2 separate regions of the Arachis hypogaea genome follow, and region 2 is linked to region 1. The links are chromatin contacts, called in public Hi-C maps. All regions are on one chromosome and are shown on one strand. Each heading gives the region's core, a stretch centred on a gene start, on an enhancer-like site or on the middle of the called end of the contact. The rest is flanking DNA. Distances are from core to core; before and after follow the strand shown.

The links. Hi-C and Micro-C count contacts between places; a contact is called where the count stands out from the background.
Region 2: a Hi-C map of leaf shows a contact between it and region 1, with 1.5 times the contacts expected there. The contact joins the promoter of LOC112732449 here to the promoter of LOC112735977 in region 1. A contact is called at or near these places in 2 of 8 Hi-C or Micro-C datasets (leaf and an unstated tissue).

The regions. Positions count from the first base shown.
Region 1 is chr13:101,622,860-101,626,758 of arahy.Tifrunner.gnm2.J5K5, forward strand. It overlaps LOC112735977 (subtilisin-like protease SBT2.5), which reads left to right and starts at 1,943. Exons shown (of 3, transcript XM_025785372.2): 1 at 1,943-2,165; 2 at 2,276-2,423; 3 at 2,517-2,914. The coding sequence starts at 2,089. The coding sequence ends at 2,579.
Region 2 is chr13:101,834,188-101,838,086 of arahy.Tifrunner.gnm2.J5K5, forward strand. LOC112732449 (probable WRKY transcription factor 41) reads left to right here and starts at 1,907. Exons shown (of 3, transcript XM_025781170.3): 1 at 1,907-2,765; 2 at 2,870-2,998; 3 at 3,113-3,899. The coding sequence starts at 2,449. The coding sequence ends at 3,764.

The sequences.
Region 1 (3,899 bases), core at 693-3,192:
TTGACAAGATATAACACAGGAATACGAGTACCTACAAAAAGTATTTTTACACTTAAATTAGTATAAGTCTATTTTAATTTTGAAGTATATGAGATTCAAAAGCATAATTTTTCCAAATTTAGATATTTCTTTTACAGGTGACTTATGATGAAGTACAGTTGTAAAATAATCAGTTACTTAGAGTGGAGATTAATAAATAATCATAATAAGGTAAATCATTTTGCAATTACCAAGTTATACTGATAAGTGACAAGTAATAAGTTTATTGACCAAATTAGTTATAATTTTTATTTTTATTTTTTATAAATTTATTCACAGGATGTTGATAAGTGGGTATTTAAAAATAAAATAAAATAAAATTTGAAAACACAATGCAACCCGTTCTATGTCACTCCAATAGTCAATAGATTGCATAATAAATAATATGTGATGCATTGTAACGGTTATCACTTTTCATTTTTAGTCTAGTGCTAATGAAAGGTCAAAGAAGAAGATGAAACTTTTTTTTTTTTTTTGGTATTAGACGGAAGTCCAAACTACCGAATTACAATTCTTGGGGGTAAAATAACCACTCTACGATCATCATCAATAATTTGTCGAAGACTACTTGGAGGAACATGTATGAGCATAAAATTTTACTGCATTTCCAGACCCCTTTTATGCCAAGAAGTCTGTGCATCTATTTCTGAAGTTATGTACTAGATTGACCTCCCAATCTCTTTCTAGTAAGGTTTTAATATGCCTCACTATATTATCTAGATGTTTACTGATTCCGTTTTGATTATTTGAAGTGCCAATAACACTGCTCGATTCAGCCTCCATAATCACTAGAAGAGGATGACACTTGCAAGTATTGCTCAATAGATCACTTGTAAGTTGTACCATCACTTTTCCAGTGGGCTTTCACAACAACATCCCCGATTCTTTAAGGCCCTAAATGTAACTATTTTTGTTTTGGGGCTTTGGGCTTATATATGGATGTCCTCGATGGATCCTCTTATGCAGTGAATGTAAGAATTGAAGATGACATGGTTGCTTGGCAGATGTGACCAAATCAAGAACGAGTTTAGATTCTTATAAAATGAGAAATTAATTACTAATAATTTTATAATTTTCATAAAATATGTGTTTCGCTAATAAAGGAAGACTCACATTAAAACATGATCATGCCTACAGTCACTATAGTCTATGATAATTACTTTCTAAATTTTTCACGATTTGCAAAAAAAGAGCATAGATTGACCAGTGGCCGTCAACTGGGAAGCCTACCACGTGATTGGATCTATCTGCTGCTGTGTTTTTCGAAACAATCATCACTCATTTGTAAATTGTAATGTAAAGTTAGCCACCTACCTAGTTAATTCACCCTTTTTATTAATGTAGCCGGTGTAGATTAGATTAAATAAAGGGGTGAGCTTTGACTTCACACACACACATCTCATAGTGCACTGTACATGTACAAGCTAAGTGTGAACACCGGTGCTTCTCTCATCATCCCCTCTCCTCCCACCTTATAAGAATTAACATGGATCTTTAAGGCTCACCACATCTCATCGATTTTTATTAAATATTCTATCTAATTAAATCTCTCCATTATATTAATAAGGAAATGACTATGAGTAGCTATCATTCAAATGAAATCAATTTTGTTTGATCTACTAATTAACTCATTAATTCGTTTAGTAAATGTCAATAATTTAAATTTTGTCTTATACATGTAACAACCTATTGATCCACGATAAATTTTTAATTAAAACCTTGAATTGTTGGGGTGAAAAAACTGAAAATACTGTGAAAAATCGGAAAAAAAAAAGCTATCATTCATATGATGAAATTATAAATTCCCTCTATAATTGCATGCATTGAGCTAGTTAATTAGCAAGCGTTACGGAAAAAAGTTACGAATTAACTCTACTCGTGCAAATCGAATTGAAACCAACGTGGGCCTCTTTTTGTTTTTTCTCTATTATTGTTTTGTAGTATATATAGGTAGCGAGTGGTGGTGGAGCAGAAGACACACGCACCATTATATCGTAGATATTTCCCTCCATTCCTTTCAATCACATACACGAGGGATTGTACTTCTGAATGGGGAGCAGAAAAAGCGAGCCATACTTTGTGTTCATGAGCTATGATCCAGAATACGAGAGACTTCGTGCTGATCGGTTTGTTAATAATTAAGTTGTTCATTCTTATATTAATATTATCACTTGTCATTAACTAATTAGTAGTATATATATGGTGTAATGGTGTTGGCTGGTCTATGGGGATGTAGAAGCAAGAGAGGGGCGCACGAGCTTGATTTGTACATAAGCAGAAAGCACGATGAAGTGTTGGCCACCAGCCTTGAGCCTGGAACCTACAGGAAGACTTCTTCTTTGGTCATTGTTGATGGCTTTGCAGTCGAAATCACTGAGGATCAAGTAATATTATCATACCCTCCTCCTCTTTCTCTTTCTCTTTCTTTCTCAATACATATGAATGACCTGCTACCCATTTCTTATTTCTTAAAACAGGCCAATGTGCTCAGATCTGCAAAAGGAGTGAGGGTTGTTGACAAAAACGAACAAGTTCCATAGGAGATGATCGAGAGAAATTAACATATATATGTATATGGAAGGAAGCACTACTTTAGTTCGTTATTCTCTGCTTTCTTGATAGATGAAGTTAGTTATGCGTGATTTGCTATGTAGGCCAGGTGTTATTGAAACCATTAACAAGGTCCTAGATTTCGGTTAGCTATGATATGTGTGTGTAATAATTGCTACGGAAATTTGAGTGTTGCCTATTACAGATTACCGTATTACACTATTACCTATATATCAGTATGAATATTATGTAATGCAGCCTATTTGTTATAGAACACTACTTAAACAAGTCAAGAAAGATATTCTAATCCTAATATTTTACATTATATTGTAGTGACATTGTGATCGTAAACTCTTATTATAACCATATATGCAACGGATCTCACCGTCGAAAAAGGAAAATAAACTCAAATCAGCATGGTGTTCATGTTTCTTAAATGAAAAAAAATATTGAGAGCAACGAAAGTAGTGTAGACCTCAGAATAATTATAGTTAGGTGTGGATTGGCAGCCGTAGAAAATTACTTGACAAAGAGAGAAGTGAGAATTGACATTGACTCCTCCAAAGTAAGCATGAATATGTCACTTAATACAGCAAGGCAAGGATAACAACGGGACCAGACTTGGCTGATTTCATTCAGCTAATAATACACCAAAGCTGGGCCCTGCTCTCAGCTCTGCTTTCCTTTATAATAACAAAAAATAATTAATTAAAATTAGTTAAAATATTTTTTATTTTTTAATATTAAAAATAAGTTAAATAATATATATATTTATATATAAATATATAATTAATTTTTATAATTGATTTTTTTAAGTTCGATGATAAAGTAAATAATTAGGATGAATAAAATAATAAAAAAAGTTGTTATTTCCATGAAAATGTCTTTATATAAAAGTTATATGACAAATCATAAATAATTTAATATATTTGATTAAATATGTTTGATTGAATGATCTAAATCTAACTTCATGTAAGTATTCATCTAAAAAAATAATTTTATAATAATGATAGAAGATAATTGAACATTTTCGATGCATAAAAAATTAGAAATTAAATTGAATCAGAGGATAATTATTACAGCTTTTATCAATTGTCCTATACTCCTATTGGCATTGAGGTGATTTAGGGAAGGAAGTGAATTGGCCAAGTGAGAAGTGAGAAGGGGAAACAGGATTTGCTAGTTTAGGTAATAAATGGGGCAGGGCCTAGACGCCTAGTTGTGTTACTTGCTTCCAGTTTTGAGCAATGGGGTTTCAGAATCAATTTCACATGCTGCCCCCCACAAAATTCATCTTATTCTATCTACAC
Region 2 (3,899 bases), core at 657-3,156, 210 kb after region 1:
TCCTGTTGAAGAAATATCTATTATAATTTTTTTAAATTTTAAAAATTATTTTACCAAATATACTTATAGTTACTTGTGCTTATTGAAAGTCATTTTAATTTAATTTACTAAAAAATAGATGCTAAAAAAGATTTACTAAACTACGCGTATATTTGATGACTAACAGGAATGCATGATTTTTTGGCCATCATCCTATATTGATTAAAATTATTTAACATAACAATATTATAAGACCAATACAATTTATTATTCTTAATTAACAGTTAATGAACAATATTTATAAGTATTGAATAAAGAAAAATATAGTATTAATTTACTAAACAAAGTATTAAATTGTTGACTAAAAATGCTAAGTTGCTAACTAATATAAATTAAAATTATTGAGTCAAAAATTAAAATATTTAACATAATGCATTTAATATAATTGAAAAATTTAAAAATAATGAAAATGTTTAAACTAAATTTAAACAAACCAAATTAGTTTCTATTTACATTTTCATTGGAATTCTTATTTGAATTTAACTTTTAAAATAATAAATTTCATATATAAACAAAAAAATACAAAAATATTATTTGTACACTAAATTTAGCCACTAAAATCAGCTATCAATATATTTGTGTATAAATACATGTGTAGTTTAATTTATTTTTAATATGTATTTATATTTTAACATGTATTTTATACTGATGGTTGACTTTTGTGGCTGATTTTAGTGTACACGTAACATTACTCAAAAAAATAATTCTTACTAATATTTGCACTTTAATTCATAAATTCTTAAGTAACATTATTATTAGTTTGAGTTTTAACATTTTAAAATTAATTCTTACTAATATTTGCACTTTATATAATTCGAGCTATCTCATTTACAAATTAAAGTATAAACGACCCATTCAAGAGTTTTCAGGAAGAACTTTGTTTTCTTTAATTAGCTGTATATGTATTGGTGTACAAAATACAACGAAAGAGTCAAATAAGAAAAAGCTCGTCGCTGGACTAGAACATGGAAAGAGAGTTGATTCTGAGGTTCATTAGGGAATTGATCTCAACGTCCATGTCTAATGTTATGGTAATTATACGAACGGATAATTATGAAAACCCATAGGTAACTGTATTTGCTTAAAGCAGCAATTAATTTTTCCTTAAACGTGTAGTTTGGTTAGTGAATAAAAATAGACACGTCAGAGAGTACTATCAATATATATTTTTTTTATGTTGACTTTGGGGCACATGGAGTGAAAATCAACTGAGAAATGCGGTTGATGGCAACAACCATAGTACACGTCAGTAGTCTTTTTTTCTTCTTTGTAAGATTTTTTATAAAAGGAAAATAATACAACACTCCCCTTTCTATTGGTCAAAGAAAAAAATAATCTTAGTGAGGCATCAAAGCGACAACGCGGAAGGGAGTATGAAAATTCTGTGGACGACTCCACCATTCATACATTATAATTTCCAACTTTGACATTCTAATTTTAAGTAATCATGCCTCACATGAACTAAATAAGTCTCATTAGTCATTACGTTATGTAAGTAGTAATAAATAATAGTTTATTACATAAATTCAATTCTAAGACTCTATTAGTATAACACAGCTTTTGACGGTCGATCTTTTACCTCCCACTTTTCTTAAAAGTGAAGACTTTTATATCGAAAGAGAGACACAAATTCTTTTAAAGTATATCAGGATTTATCTTGTAAACAAATTTAATTATAATACGATTTTAAAAATAAATATAATATTTGTTTGTAAAAATAATCGATATATAAATTAAATGATTATTATTGAATAACTGAATAATAAAATTAATCATTTGAATGGCAAGAAGGTTAATTATTTGAATATTAATAAGAGTTAAAAATAAATTATTACTAATTAAATTTTAAGATATGCATTTTCCAATTAAAATCCGTCAGCCATATATATGTTTTTTGTGGTGACCCCAGCAACCATATACATGTTTCATCATGAAAGCATATCACAGTAACTTAATACTTATCGAGTTAAGTGGACTGGGTCAGCATTCTAGTGATCACTGTTCACTGACCAAGTCTTAAGCTGAAAAACTCGTTTTCCAAGTCAAAGTTGGACTTTCAAACATCCAATTATGGTTTCCCTTTAAATACAAAGGCATTCAATCCTTTCATTCAGCAAACCAAATTTGCTTCTTAAGCTTCACTCCCGCCTTCTTCTCTCTGCACCAACATCGAACTTCAAACTCAGCAAATCCACTTGAGCTTCAAAGCCCATGATCATAGATTACTGTACTTCACTATTCCAAACGTATTGCACTTTTCTTCAGCTCCCAACCCTGCTGCAGAATAAGAAACTATACCGGTTGACAAGACTGCATTTCCATTTTCCAGAGTAGAAGTGATGAACTAGTGCATCAAATTATCAAAGCACCATCAAACTTGATCTTGTTAAGGTGATAAACACTACAACAATGGAAAATGATGGGCGCTGGGAGCAGAACATACTCATCAACGAGCTAGTTCAGGGGATGGAGGTAGCAAGAAGGTTGAAGGAAGACATGAATGCGACATATTCAGCAGACACAAAAGATTTGTTGCTGCAGAGGATATTATCTTCGTATGAAAAAGCTCTGCTAATTCTAAGATGGAATGCATCAACTTCCAAGTCTCAGAACATGAGTCAAGCAACAGCAACCTTGTTTTCAGAGTCACCAATATCTATCAGCGCAAGTCCTCTGCGGGATGACAAGGATCATAATCAAGAGTTTAAACACGATTCAAAGAAAAGGTAAATTTCGCAAGAGCAGTTTTCTGCCACAAAAACATCAGCTATGTGCTATGTCTAATAAATTATACTAACACTGCTATAAATTTTTTGAAACTCTGTTGCAGAAAGACAATGGCCAAATGGGTAGATCAAGTGAGAGTGAGCTTTGAGAGTGGCCTTGAAGGACCACATGAAGATGGTTACAACTGGAGAAAATATGGACAGAAAGATATCCTTGGTGCCAAATATCCCAGGTGTGAGGAATTTCCCTTATCCTGCTTGAGACAAGTTTCACAAGAATTCTTATGTATAAACAATGGATTTACTTGTACAAGCATGTAACTAAAATTCTATTTTGACATTTGCAGAAGTTATTATAGGTGCACCTTCCGGAACACTCAGGGGTGCTGGGCCACGAAGCAAGTACAGAGATCAGACGAAGATCCTACCATATTTGACATAACTTACAAAGGAAGGCATACCTGTTCTCAGGGAAACAAGGCTGTTCCGCAACCGAAATCGCCAGACAAACATGAGAAACTGCAATGTCATAGTAACGAAATTCAGCATAGACAAACATCAGAAGAAAGCCTGACAACTTTCGGGACCATTATGACAGTTAAAAGAGATATGGTGGGAAATGGAGAGATGGAATATCCTTTCACTTTCCCTTCAACTTCATTTGGAAGCATGGCACAAGAAAGCTACAGCTTGATTCCTTCAACCCTGGAGAACGAATCCTTCCTGAGCAGCCATTTCCAAACTCACTTATTATATCCAAACATGCAAGAATTTAAATACCTGCCATCTACGTCTTTCCAGATGAATGAGCTTGATGGGATCTATAATAGGCCGCTTTCAGAATCAGATATTACTGAGATCATTTCCACCAACACATCCACCACCAATTCTCCAGTTCCGGAGTTCAATTTCTCACTTGATCCAGTGGAAATTGATCCAAATTTCCCTCCCAATACCCTGGATTTTTCTCCTAGAGCCCTTATCAACAAGAACATCTAGGAGCACTTGAGGCAGTTGTAGACTTGTAAAACAATGAGTCAGAAATGGTTAGAACTTAGAACTGTCTTTGTAGTTAATGTTAGAATCTCAGAGTTGGCACTCTTGAGCAGAATTTCCTTCAAATAAATAAATGCT